Regions from separate parts of the Mus musculus genome. Here region 2 is linked to region 1. A link is a contact called in public Hi-C data. All regions are on one chromosome and are shown on one strand. Each heading gives the region's core, a stretch centred on a gene start, on an enhancer-like site or on the middle of the called end of the contact. The rest is flanking DNA. Distances are from core to core; before and after follow the strand shown.

Region 1 (6,502 bases), core at 3,999-6,498:
CCAGGCAACACAGAAACCTTTGCAGTTATGCTACAAATGGACTCAGTTCCTGCTCAAACCCTGCTGTTAGTTATCCACGTGATGCTTAGTTTGTAGTCATGTATAACTTATGAGTCCTGAGATCATGGACCACGTTTCCAAGGCAGGTTTGGGTGGCCAGGCAATATACGTTAGGGTCAGGATCCTATATGCAGCACTTGAGAGAAACATGTGAAGCTGTGAGGGTGATACTGAAGATGCAACGAAGATGTCAGAAATTCAGTGATGTTAAAAACAAGAAATGTCTTCAAAAGAGCCTCAGACATTGAGCAGTCATCCCAAGAGAAGTCACGTGAGCTATGACTGTCAACGATGTGACACTGGGGATGCTCAAATTCTTGAGAACTTCTATTATGCTATTGTATGCCTTAGATAACAGGCGTGAATCCAAAGGATTCGGCGTTCACCCTCCTGGGTTTTGGTCTTGTATTGGCACTGTCTTTGCCACACTCTATTCCTCTTGTTTAGAATGAGAATTAATCCCCTGTGCCACTGTATGTCAGTACTGTTAACTTAATAAAAGAAATTGTAGGACTTAAACGCTAAGGGCTTGCTTTGTGTCTCAGAGCAGACTTTAAACCCGAACTTTTGAACAGCATTGGGACTGTTAAGGCTTTGGAGACTCTTGGAAAAAGGGTAATTGCATTTTGCTTTATTAGATGGACATGAGCCTTCAAGAGTCATGGCAGAAAAGTTATGATTTTAGTCGATGTGTCTGGGTATCAAGTCGACAAGAAGTGGACTGGTAATAGTTACGCTTGTCAACTTGATTAGCTTGTCAAGTGCTTATGCATCTAGTGAGATACACCTCTGTATATGTCAAAGTACTTTCAGAAGTGTTAAATAAATGGAGACAACTTTTCCTGAATGTGGGTCACACCATTTCCTAGGCTGGAAGCCTGTGTGGAAAAAGAATGGGGAAAGAAAAGAAACAAGCCAGATGACACGTGGAGTTTTGTGTGTTACCATGATGTGAGCTGTTCAGGTTTACTGTACCTTCAGGCCATGATGGACTGAAATCTCTGAGTGTGTAAGCTCCACTAACCTTTCTTCTTTTGTTATTTTCCTAGTGACTCCGTGACAGTAGCTAAAGGCCAACACACAGTCCTATCTCTCTCAAGCCTTCTTTGCTCCTGCCTCCAGCTAGATCATTCTTTTATATAAAAAAGTATCAGTTCTTGGAGAGTTCTACACAGTGTATTTTGATCTTCATTCCTCTCCCCAAATGCTTTGCAGATCCACCCCGTCACTACTCACCCACATTTGTGTCCTTAAAGTTTCAGACCAATTTATGCTGCTCAAATATTCTTTGGATATACAGCCTTCCATTGGAGTGTCATTGACTTACCCAGTGTTACACATTTAAAGAAAGTGATCTCTTTCTCTCCCAGCATCTTTGCCAATAGCTATTTAGCTAGGTTTGGAGTTTTGTGCTCAAGTTATATATCCATGGGATTTAGACTGTCTTGAGGATACACAGGTTTTGTGCATGCTGTGAGTTCATATGTACAGATGTGCCTTAATTAGGGTTTTACTGCTGTAAACAGACACCATGACCAAGGCAACTCTTATAAGGACAGCATTTAATTAAGACTGACTTACAGGTTCATTTCATCATCATCAAGGTGAAAGCATGACAGTGCCAGGCAGGCATGGCACAGGAGGAACTGGGAATTCTTGTTCTGAAGGCAAACAGGAGAAGACTGCAAACCTTAGGCAGCTAGGAGGAAACTCTCAAAGCACACCCTCACAGTGACACACTTCCTCCAACAAGGTCACAGCTACTCCAACAATCCACACCTCTAAAAGTGCCACTCCCTGCGCCATGCATATTCAATCCACCAGAGATGCCCTACTCTTGTTTACAAGAAGTTGTTTCTTGTAGTCATCCAGCATCTCTTGCTCTCACACTCTTTCTGATTCCCCATCCATAATGATCCCTGAACCTTTTGAAGAGGGGATCTGGTATATATGTTACCTTTAGGGCTGAGCTTTTTTCAGTCTCTTATTTTCTGCATATTGGTCAGTTGTGGGTCTCTGTGTTATCTACCACTTCTGTGAGGTAGCTCCTTTTGGAAAGCAGGGGACCATGAACACACGTTAAAGGTAAAGAACTCAAAGGAGAGGAAACAGAGGCATGTCCAACTAGGAGTCACAGGTCTCTGCTTCTAAATACCCCTTGATTCTGGCTGATGTCAGAAAGACCCACTGATCACAAGATGGGCCATATACTGTGGGAAGTGCAGGGCACTGGGGATCAATGAGACATGCTGTTTCTCCCAGAGCTGATAGTTTATCACTCTCATCATCATGTATATGTGTGATGTGTGTGTTTAAGACATCTGTGGAACTCAGAGACAATTTCACTCCTCTTTGGTTCTCGTCTTCCATATGGGTTCTGAGCATCATACTTGGGTCCTCAGGCTTGCACAACAAGGATCCCACTGAAATTCTTCCTGACCTTGCATATCCATACCTTACTCCATTATGCAACTTAAGTTCATCCAGCAGTCAGGAAGTAGCTTTTGGGATTTCCATGATTCACTCCTAGAGATAAGGAAACTGAGACATGAGGCAGTAAAAGAAGTTGTTGAAGGCCATTTTTAGAACCTGGAGGTCCTGAAATTCAGAGATAGGACATCCACCTGGTATCTGTTACTTTTTAGGAAGGTTATTCTCTTTTTCTCTTTTTTCCTTTTTTTTATTAGAGATTTTCTTTATTTACATTTCAAATGTTATCCCCTTTCCTGATTTCCCCTTTGAAAACTACCTATCCCCTCCCCCTCCCCCTGCTCACCAACTCACCCACTTCAGCTTCCTGGCCCTGGCATTCCCTTATACTGGGGCATAGAACCTTTACAGGACCAAAGGCCTCTCCTCCCACTGATGACCGACTAGGCCATCCTCTGCTACATATGCAGATAGAGCCACAAGTCCCACCATGTGTTTTCTTTGGTTGGTGGTTTAGTCCCAGGGAGCTCTGGAGGGTACTGGTTAGTTCATATTGTTGTTACTCCTATGGGTCTGCAAACCCCTTCAGCTCCTTGGGTACTTTCTCTGGCTCCTTCATTGGAGACCTTGTGCTCCATCCAATGGATGGCTATGAGCATCCACTTCTGTGTTTGTCAGGCACTGGTAGAGCCTCAGGAGACAGCTATATCAGGCTCCTGTCAGCAAAATCTTGTTGGTATCTGCAATAGTGTCTGGGTTTGGTGGTTGTTTATGGGATGGATCCCCAGGTGGGGCAGTCTCTGGGTCGTCATTCCTTCAGTCTCTGCTCCACACTTTGTCTCTGCAACTCCTTCCATGGGTATTTTGTTCCCCCTTCTAAGAAGGATCGAATTAGGAAGATTATTCTTAAAGAGATGTGGAACTATGACTCCCTCCCAGAAGTCATAGTTGCCTTCCATTGTTCCTCAGTTACGTATAAGGTGTTAGCAGAATCCTCAGGCCCCAAATTGATCTTCTCTCAGTATACTTGTTGTGTGTTGTGTGTAGTTTGTCTCTAGATATAAATGCTGAGAGGTGCTGAGACTTTAAGAGGTAGGGTGGGCACTAATCTAGTCATGTGAGATCTCGTCTACCAGGAGTCCAGCAGTAATCCTTTATGGAGTGATGACTCAGTCAACTCCTACCAGGTACCACCTTTTAAGACATCTATCACCTTTAAATTCTGTTACATGGAGAAGTAAGTATCAGCGAAACTTTGGGGGGGGTGATTAATCGTGTTCTAACCATAGTTCAGCCTAGCCTACCTACCTTAGGCAGGGATTCTTTCCTAAACAAAATGTGGGAATTTCTGGTCACTCTCTTCCAAAGGCTTGTTCATATTTTTGTGAATACATATCACTCCTTGGCTTCTTGTGCACAGGAAGGATACTTGTTGATTTCCCCAAGTGACATTACAATGCCACCAAATAGTCCAGTTATATCTTTCCTCCAATGAAGAGGGACCATTTGCAGAAAGGAAAAGCCTTGCTTCATTCAAACTAGATTTCACTCCACACAGACCAGCATTTAGACAGCCTCTAGTTTTACAGGCCAGCAGGATTTCTTAGACTGAAAACTCTGACATTATTTTAAACTTCAGATTTTGATTGGGTGGATCTGGGAGAGGCCTCAGACATGCTTGTCTAATAAGTTCCTGGTGAGGATGTTGCAGCCTGCTCTCATACCACACTTTGGAAGCAGGTTCTGGATACTCAAGAAGAAATCTGGCCAGGTCTGAGTTCCTAGTTCTTAGTGTTAGTCTCTTAGGAAGCAATGGTTGGTGGGTAAATTTGTCATTGGCTACATTAAATAATTTATTCATCCTAGTTATCTGTTGACAGACACCACCGGCTGAGATGTTAGTATCTGATGATCAATGTGGTTTACATTAGTTCTAACAACCACCATGTGCAAAACTTATCATCATTGCTCCAACATGGCAGAGGAGAAAACCCACAGTCAGAGAGACAGAACAATTATTTTAGCAGTGATGCCAGCATGTATGCCCATTAGCCTGGGGCTTGACCATCTGTGTCATTCAGATGCTATGGAAGGGGTACTGGTTAAGCCCCTGGGTTTCTTGTCAACTTGTAGAGCAGCTTTGAATACTCAGTGGTTGCTTCATGATCCCCTTCTTTCATTGATGAGATGGCTACGTTTTTATGTCAATGCTACAAGTTTTTTGTTTGTTTAGGTAGAAGATTATAATTTTCTTAAAAGCACGGACTCCAGCTGACCTGGAGAGAAGGACCTCACAACTGAGATGCTTGCTTGAGAGCATGGTTTTGTCACATTAGGAAAACTTAAATTGCATGCAGCACTGCTGGAAAGTATAAACATGTTTTTTTTATGTGACACACCTCTCTGTTTCTGTATTTCTGTCTTTCTTTCTGTCTCTGTCTCTCTCCTTCTCCCTATTTTCACACACAAAGTGGAATTGCCAAAGCCTTGTTGATTGTGAACTGCCAAGTATCCCTGTCATTGTGACTCTTTTTTCTTGAACTCCATCAGATTCTTCTTCAAATACTTATCTCAACCTTTTGCAACATTCTGCCCATCTATCCCTGTGGCTGAAATGGGGCAGGACTACTGAGACATTTGTGGAACTGTTAGGCTTGGGAAACACGGGACTTTTCTCTATTTCCCTTCTCTGTTTTCATCCTGTGACAATGAAGAATGAAGTTGTCATTTCTGACTTTGCCACTAGGCTGTGCTATTGGTCTGTTCTTTGGTCCCTTGTCGCCTCCATCGGCTCTGTGGAAATGTATTATTCAAAGTGGGGTGGTAGCTACCAATAGTTAGACTTGCTATATAGAATGCTGCAGATAGATAGTCACCAGTGAACAGGATGTAGGAAAACCTTAGTTGCACCCCTACTCACCTATACTTGTGCTTATGTGTGTCCTTTCAGAATGAAGCTCCACCTTGGCTGCACTTTGAAGGACACAGATTCATTGTGAAAACCTACAGTTTGTTCTCAACTGTTTCAAAAGGATGTATCATTTTGGCTCTGTGCATCAGTGTAAACGGATCCCTCTAGGGAGATGTGCACCTATTTCCAGGCTCAGTTGAAGGAATGAGGAAGTTTGGGGTATGGGGGCAACAGTGGGTGGCAGAACTGATGCTGCTGGGCTGAGCTTGATAGAGGATGAAAATAGCCTCCAAGTCTGCACCTAGCTTCCTTGTTGCCCAAGACAAAGCCTTCCTTGGGCCTGTTGCTCTATGATTACCTCTAGGCGGCAGCAAGCCTACAGGAAAGCATACAGGAGAGACCAAGACCAGAAAAGGGATTCTAGCTGGTGCAGCTTAAGTTTCGAACACTTAGGGTGGTTGTGTGGCCTTATACATGGCTTGCTTCCTGACCAAAGGACTTCACTTTCTTTTGCAATGGAGAGGGTAATAATAGCTGCTCTGTTGGGGTGTCTGAGGGATATTCACATAATGTGGTATGTGCATCAAGTGTAGGCATTGAGGGGGCTAGGGAAACAGCATCTTATTTTGCTTTGTAGCCTTAGGCAAATCTTATAACCTCTTTGGGTCAGAAACCAGCTTGTTAAAAAAAAAAAAACAACGCTGGGGGTTTGGGGCTTTGTTTCATCGTGAGGGTTTGAGTCCAATTCTTAGAACCTACACACACACACACACACACACACACACACACACACACACTCACTCACTCACTCATACTCACATACACATGCACACGTGTGCACGTGAAATTTGGTGGTGTGTTCAGCTTTGGGCAGGCAGATACTTGGGACTTGATGACTACCCAGTCTATCCTAGGCTAATCAGCCCTAGATCATTTAGAAATTCAAAAAACAAGGTGTATAGCTTGAGGAATAGTACTCAAGGCTAACCTTTGTATGCCATACATATCTACACATATGTACACATATGCACACATGTATGTAGACATATGCATACACACACAAATCCAACTAAGATTGAAGGAGAAGATGCTTGTCTGAAT
Region 2 (6,067 bases), core at 2,287-4,786, 680 kb after region 1:
AAATGGAACACAAAGGTCATCGTCTCTGTGTAGTGCCACTCTGTCCCTTCTTCCATTGGTTGCTAGTGTGTTGAGATTTTCACTCTGTCCACCCTGGGAGCATGTGTTTCATGCTGGAAGCTCACACAGCATGCTTCCTGATCCTGGAATTTCCAGAGCAGTCTCAAGAGTCGTCGAGGTATTGCTTTCTTCCCGAATATGTTGGTTTGGGATGCATCTTGGGTTTGGGACAATGTGTAACTACAGAATAACTTTGAACTGTTTTAACTTTTTCTTATCCTTTTATTATACATCCCTAAAACACAGCTGTCTACTCCTAAAGTTCTGACCTTTATATTTATCAACTATCCACCCTTCCATCTTCTATGTGGTATGGAAAGCTTGTGCTAGAGAACACAGCAGTGCCCTTTAGCTCTCAGGCTGCTTGTAAAACAAGGTGGGAACAGCAGCAAGGGGACAAGCTCGGGAGAGCCATAGCAGTTCAACATACCCTTTAGTCCATTCAAACAATTAGCAACCTCAGACTACCAGGCTATGATAAGATAAATGAGAAACTCTTTGCTCCCTTCTTACTTGCTGACTCAACTGAACCTCTGGGGCTGTGAGCCTTCCAGCTCAATTCTGGCCTGTCACCGTGATTCCACTTTTGATACCTAAATTCTGGCCTGTGACTTTACCACCTTCATTAAACACATCTGTATTTACTAAGAACGAATACATGCTACTAACTACAGGAACAGCAGAGAATAAACCAGAGGGAGTCCATTCCAGTGGAGACAGGCCCCCACCCACAAATGGAAGATGGGGTGGTGGTGGTAGAGCTGTGGCAACAGGAGAAAGCCCCACTCCACCAGGCCTGGATGAAGAATAAAACAACGCCTTAGCAGACCAATAACAAGTAAACAAGGGAGTTTCACTGAGACCCTGGGTATTCAAAGTTGCTGAGATGGGGGTAGTCCTAGTGCTAGAAGGATGGCAGGGATGCTCATGTAAGAAGTGGAAGAGTGAAAAAGAGACAGAGAAGAGTGGAGCTAGGGAGCTAGCTAAAGAGGATACAAAATGGAGGATTACCTTTGAGTTTAATGGATGCCATTAATGGGATGAGCAGAGAAGTTAAACCAAAAACCCAGTATGTGTCGCCCTGCCTTGCCAATTATCAGGCCATAAATCTGGTAGTATTCTCCAAAAAAAAAAGGCTAAATCTCATAAAGTCCAGGAAGGGAAGAGAAAGCCAACATAATGCAGGATGGCAGCAGTAGCCAGATTTCAGGTGAATTTTGAGAGGAGAGCACTTAGCACTGCTGGTGAGATGGAAGAAATCAGCTGGATGATGCAAAGAATCTGGTCCCAAGCCACTGAGAAGTACTGTCTTTCTGAGCAGGGAATATTGGTTGTAGGAGGAGCAGGTGATGCTTGTGTGAGCTGCACATCAGAAGAGGACAAGCTCAGCTAGAGAGAAAGGCCTGGCAGACAGCCTTTAGATAGAGTTCAATGATGCTATGCTGTGAGGATTGATGTCTGAGAAGAGACCCATGGATTTCTAAGTCATTGAAGGAGTGCACCAGGGAGTTGCTATGGGCTGAGAGCAAATGGGGTGTGGTAGTCCACACAAAGGATCTCAAGGGAAGAGGCTTGTTCCCTCATGCCAGGTGGGCTAGTGAGCCCCAGGATTGGTGGCCAAGAGAGTGAAGCAGTGGCTTGGATTAGATCAAGAAAGGAGCGTGGGTTTGTCAGCTCTTAGAAGGACTTCACCAAGGCTAGAGAGAGAGAGAGAGAGAGATACAGAGATGAGAGGCTTGGAGCCCTGTATGGAAGACAGTAGTGGGGTTACTTTCCCTGGCAGATGGTGAGAGGTCTTTGCTCAGGTGTTGGGCTTGACACCAGCAATACAGGAAAGACATTGGCAAGGGTAGATGCAGCAAAGTGGGGTGAAATTGCAGCCAGCTGAGCGAATGCATCCTGTGTCAATTCTGTGTCAGTAGGGCTCTACACTTGGAAGAGTCTTCATCCTCCTGTCTTAAGGCTGTATACCCAGTCACTTCACAGTGCATATCTCATCATGCATACTCCGGAAACTCCACAGCTTACCAGTCTGCTGTACATCTTCACCTTCTTTCCCATGTGCCTTTGTGGTTGTGGGACGACACCTGCTTATCCCTGTCTTAACTTCCTGCTCAGCCAATTATCCAGTAAATGACTTCTGAGTTCATCTTTACACGCAGTTGCTACTTGTTTGAAATTTTCCTGATAAGTAGAATGAGGAACTTCAACTACAGTGTAGACATTTGGGGTATCACATTCAAGGAGACAGGATTTCTTAGCTCCTGCTTAGGCTTTACTTTGGGGAAGGAGCTATGGGTCTCCTCGGTTTGTTTTCAGAAGGAACAAAGTAGGGAGAAAGTGGCCCTGGGATCCCACTGTCTCATTGACATGAGAGCTGGTAAGGAATAGAACTGGGAAGTCTGGTACTTGGGGGCCTCTGGTGTATGCAGTAACACCTGCATAGCTAGGCAGCAGCAGAGCTTCCACTCAGCACCCCATGCAATGGGCTGGAGTAGGCTACCTCAGTATAGCCAGTTGAGGACATCTCAACCTCCCATAGCATCTTCCTTTACACCACTGGGATGTCATTGCTGCCAAGTAAAGACAAAATTCACAGCTTTCTGTCCTACCTGTGCTCCCAAGCACTGCCTCCCTTCAGACTCTAATGTAGAGCTCCACATGGGCTGGGTTTCTATGTGCCCCTCCTGACATTTCAGCCAGCCAGCCATGGCACACCAAGGAAATGACAATTGGCATAACTCACCCGTTTTCCAGCTGCAGAAGTAGTGGATAAGCGCTACACCTGAAACCCATCAGAGTATGGTAGTCATGGATGGCTTCCATGACTGGCCAGTCCCTTCAGTCTTTGGGTACCTCCTTTCCAAGTACGCAACCCAAAATACCCCACGCTGACAGTCTATACAGTGGAGGCCAGGAGGTTCCCATGCTCTTTCTGCTTCTGCACATCTCCATGGAAAAGGACAAGGGAACCTGCTCTAACCTGGAGATATGAACAAATCCTAGTCACTTCCCAAATGTATCTGCTGGTGTCACACTGGCCTTAGGTTCTAGTGTTTGAATTTTGGATGGACACCAACCTGGCAAGAGAAGTGGACTATAGGACAAGATAGACGAACACAGGTGGTTGGTATCCCTTACTCGGTCTACAGCCTGGCCTCTAGTAAGTGTCCTTGGAATGTCTGCAGATCGAGAACAGCCACCTGTCCTTTTTGCAGGGGAAGATGCCAGGGGGAGTTTCTCAGCATAGAGGATTCAAAGAAAGTTTCTCCATCTGAAAGGCGGGCGACTCACCTTCTCTTTGGCTGAGTTAATTCTCAGAGGCTCGGGGGTCCCTGGCTTGACATCCTCTCATCAACGGCTCTCAAGCATGGAAGGCTGAAAATAACCTTTCTCTGGTTTGGTTTTAAAAGGATCTCAGCAGCTCCCTGTGGTTTTAAAAATAACAGCTCCTGGCTCTTTTCCAAGTGCATTTAACTACATTAGACCCTAAAGCGCTATGTTCAAAGTGACAGTCTCGTGGAGTTGTGAAAATGTGGCTGTGGCTGTGCCAAAAGATTTCCTTCTTGTTATTGGAGGATCTCTGCCTTAATGTGACCAGGTTGGCCCAGGCTGGACTGATCAGATAGATGCGCTGGCACAGTGCTGTTTTTCATAGCCCCTAATGGCTTCTCATCCTGCCCTCGGTGGAGATTTACATTGGTGCCTCACTTTGGCTCTGCCTGGAGAGTTTGCTCTGTCCGTTTTCCTAATTGCCATTTGTTCACCTGTCACTGACAAAACATAACCATATGGGTAAGAAGTTCCCCCTCCATACTACCCACAAAACCCAGCCTTCTAAATGCCTACCCCTGCCCCTGCCCTTGCCCCTAAATGCCTGTCTTCAACATACACCACTCACTTGAAGACTTCAGAGAGGTCTTCTGGTGACTCATTGGGACCCCTTCTATCACAGAGTCTTGGGAGGCTTAGTGGGACTCTGGGCAGACTCAACTGGGCTGGCTGTTACCCATACCTCTCCATTCCTTGTCATGTGACTCCTCCCACAGCCTGCCTCAGAAACCTCACAACTTGGTAGCAGCTTCCCCAACACAGCTGGTTTAAGAGAGAGCCTTTGATAGAAGGGAAGATGAGAGAAGCCATAGATATTTCAACCCTATCTTAAGAAGTGACATTACATCACCTGTGGTACATGCTGTTGGTCACAAGCAACCTTGGTTGGAGGTAATCACGTAAAGTTATGAACAAGGGGGTAAGACAACTAGGGCCATCTATAAGCTGGTTTCCTACTGACCTGTGCATCACACATATGATTAGTATCCTTGTCCTCAGGATAGGACAGCAGAGGCTGTCTTACAGGCTATGGGAAAATTATGGCACGTATGCTACTCTCTTGTAGTAAAACCCTGCGGCATGGTGAGAACTGGATCTCTATCAACTATCACTTACAGTAGTACTTCTCCCATATCCACATGAGATATAGCATGTAGGTATAGCCATTCCTTGGCAGCAGTCCCACTCACTGATGCTCAGATCCCTAGTGTCTTAGTAAAGGTTTCTCTTGTTAGGACAAAACACCATGACCTAAATGCAAGTTGGGTAGGAAAGGATTTATTCAGCTTATACTTCCACACTGCTGTTCATCACCAAAGGAAGTCAGGACTGGAGCTCAAGCATGGCAGGATACTGGAGGCAGGAGCTGATACAGAGACCACGGAGGGGTGCTGCTTACTGACTTGCTTCACATGGCTTGTTCAGCCTGCTTTCTAATAGAACTCAGGATCATCAGAGCACCCACAATGGCCTGGCCCTTCCCGCATTGATCACTAATTGAAACAATGCCTTCCTGCTGGATTTCATGAAGGCCTTTCAGCAACTGGGCCTCCTTCCTCTCTGATGGCTCTCACGTGTTAAGTTGACACACAAAACCAGCCAGCACCCCAGCTTCACAGACCTAACTGAAAGCTATGCTATTTCTGTAAGATCCTGTTGGAAGCATCATTTGATGCTTCTTCAGGTCTCCAGTATTTAACTTGTGTCATCTCTTCGTACCCTGCTTTAGACTGCATTTCCTGGATGTCTAACTATCTCTGCACCAAGATCTTTTGATGCTGTTTAATTGTCTCTAGAGTAAACATCAAACTCCCTACGGTCTGAGAACCCTCTCCCTTCTGGGCCAGCTTACCTTCCCAATGGCTCTTCAGTCTTCCTCCTGAATTCTTAAGTCTGCCTGTGCTGAACTCTCACCACACATACAACCAGCTTTATATCTGTCCTAGTCTTCGGGGTTTGTTTCCCTTCCTCTGGAGTCTGCAGTCTTCATATCTGCACTTTATACCATCATGAACTCTTTCCTTTTCTTCCAATATGCTTCCCAACAGTGTGGCACTGCCCCTAAGTAAGTTATCTCTGCTAGGAGCACTTCCCATGAACTTTCCTTATCCCCAGCCTAACATTGGTCACAGCATCCCAGCACCCACATTTATATCCATGGGGTGGGTTTCTAACTGCAAAATGTAGTGAACAGAGGAATTTGTGCCTGTTATATACTTCCTTGGGTCCACTAAAGTGTCGCATATTCGCTAGACCTACACAAAGTGTCTGTGTCTGTGTGTGTGTCCGTGTGTGTATGTCCTGCACTTAAGAAGGACAGACTGATGCACCATTATCCTTCCCTGAGTCCCCAGTGGCCTAACATGGATGTGAGGTTGAGATGGGGTCAGATTGACCCTATTTTGTGGTCTCTTGGAGGATGCTGTTCTCAACCACAGTGCAAGTTGATGCATTTTTAGAGTCACAGTTGACTTTACAAACTGAAGGTCGTTTCAGCTTCAACAGTGACCACTGCTTCCTCTTCACTGAATCCCTTCCAGCTCCCCCCTTCATATCCTCTGGGCCAGCTCTGGAGCTGCTCATGATGGCTTTCAAAACAGCCAGCCTGCGGGAAGAGTTGGCCATGCACTGGCCATGCTTGAAAGTCAGTTCCCATTCTATGTAGGAGGCATGT

Evidence for each region. A called contact is a pair of places that touch in the nucleus more often than the background predicts.
Region 2: a contact with region 1 is called in a Hi-C map of cortical neurons, with 3 times the contacts expected there. The contact joins two enhancer-like sites. A contact is called at or near these places in 3 of 484 Hi-C or Micro-C datasets (cerebral cortex and cortical neurons).

What each region holds. Positions count from the first base shown.
Region 1 is chr15:68,423,368-68,429,869 of GRCm38.p6, forward strand. No RefSeq gene overlaps it. Among named protein-coding and RNA genes, the nearest start is that of Mir30d, 85 kb to the left of the region's middle. Within about 2 kb of position 5,249, at least 12 of the 459 cell types and tissues checked have an H3K27ac peak or open chromatin away from gene starts, as enhancers often do. A contact at or near this core is called in cortical neurons, where this site is marked.
Region 2 is chr15:69,101,490-69,107,556 of GRCm38.p6, forward strand. It overlaps a transcript of Khdrbs3 not described here. Among named protein-coding and RNA genes, the nearest start is that of Gm31550, 87 kb to the left of the region's middle. Within about 2 kb of position 3,537, at least 11 of the 459 cell types and tissues checked have an H3K27ac peak or open chromatin away from gene starts, as enhancers often do. A contact at or near this core is called in cortical neurons, where this site is marked.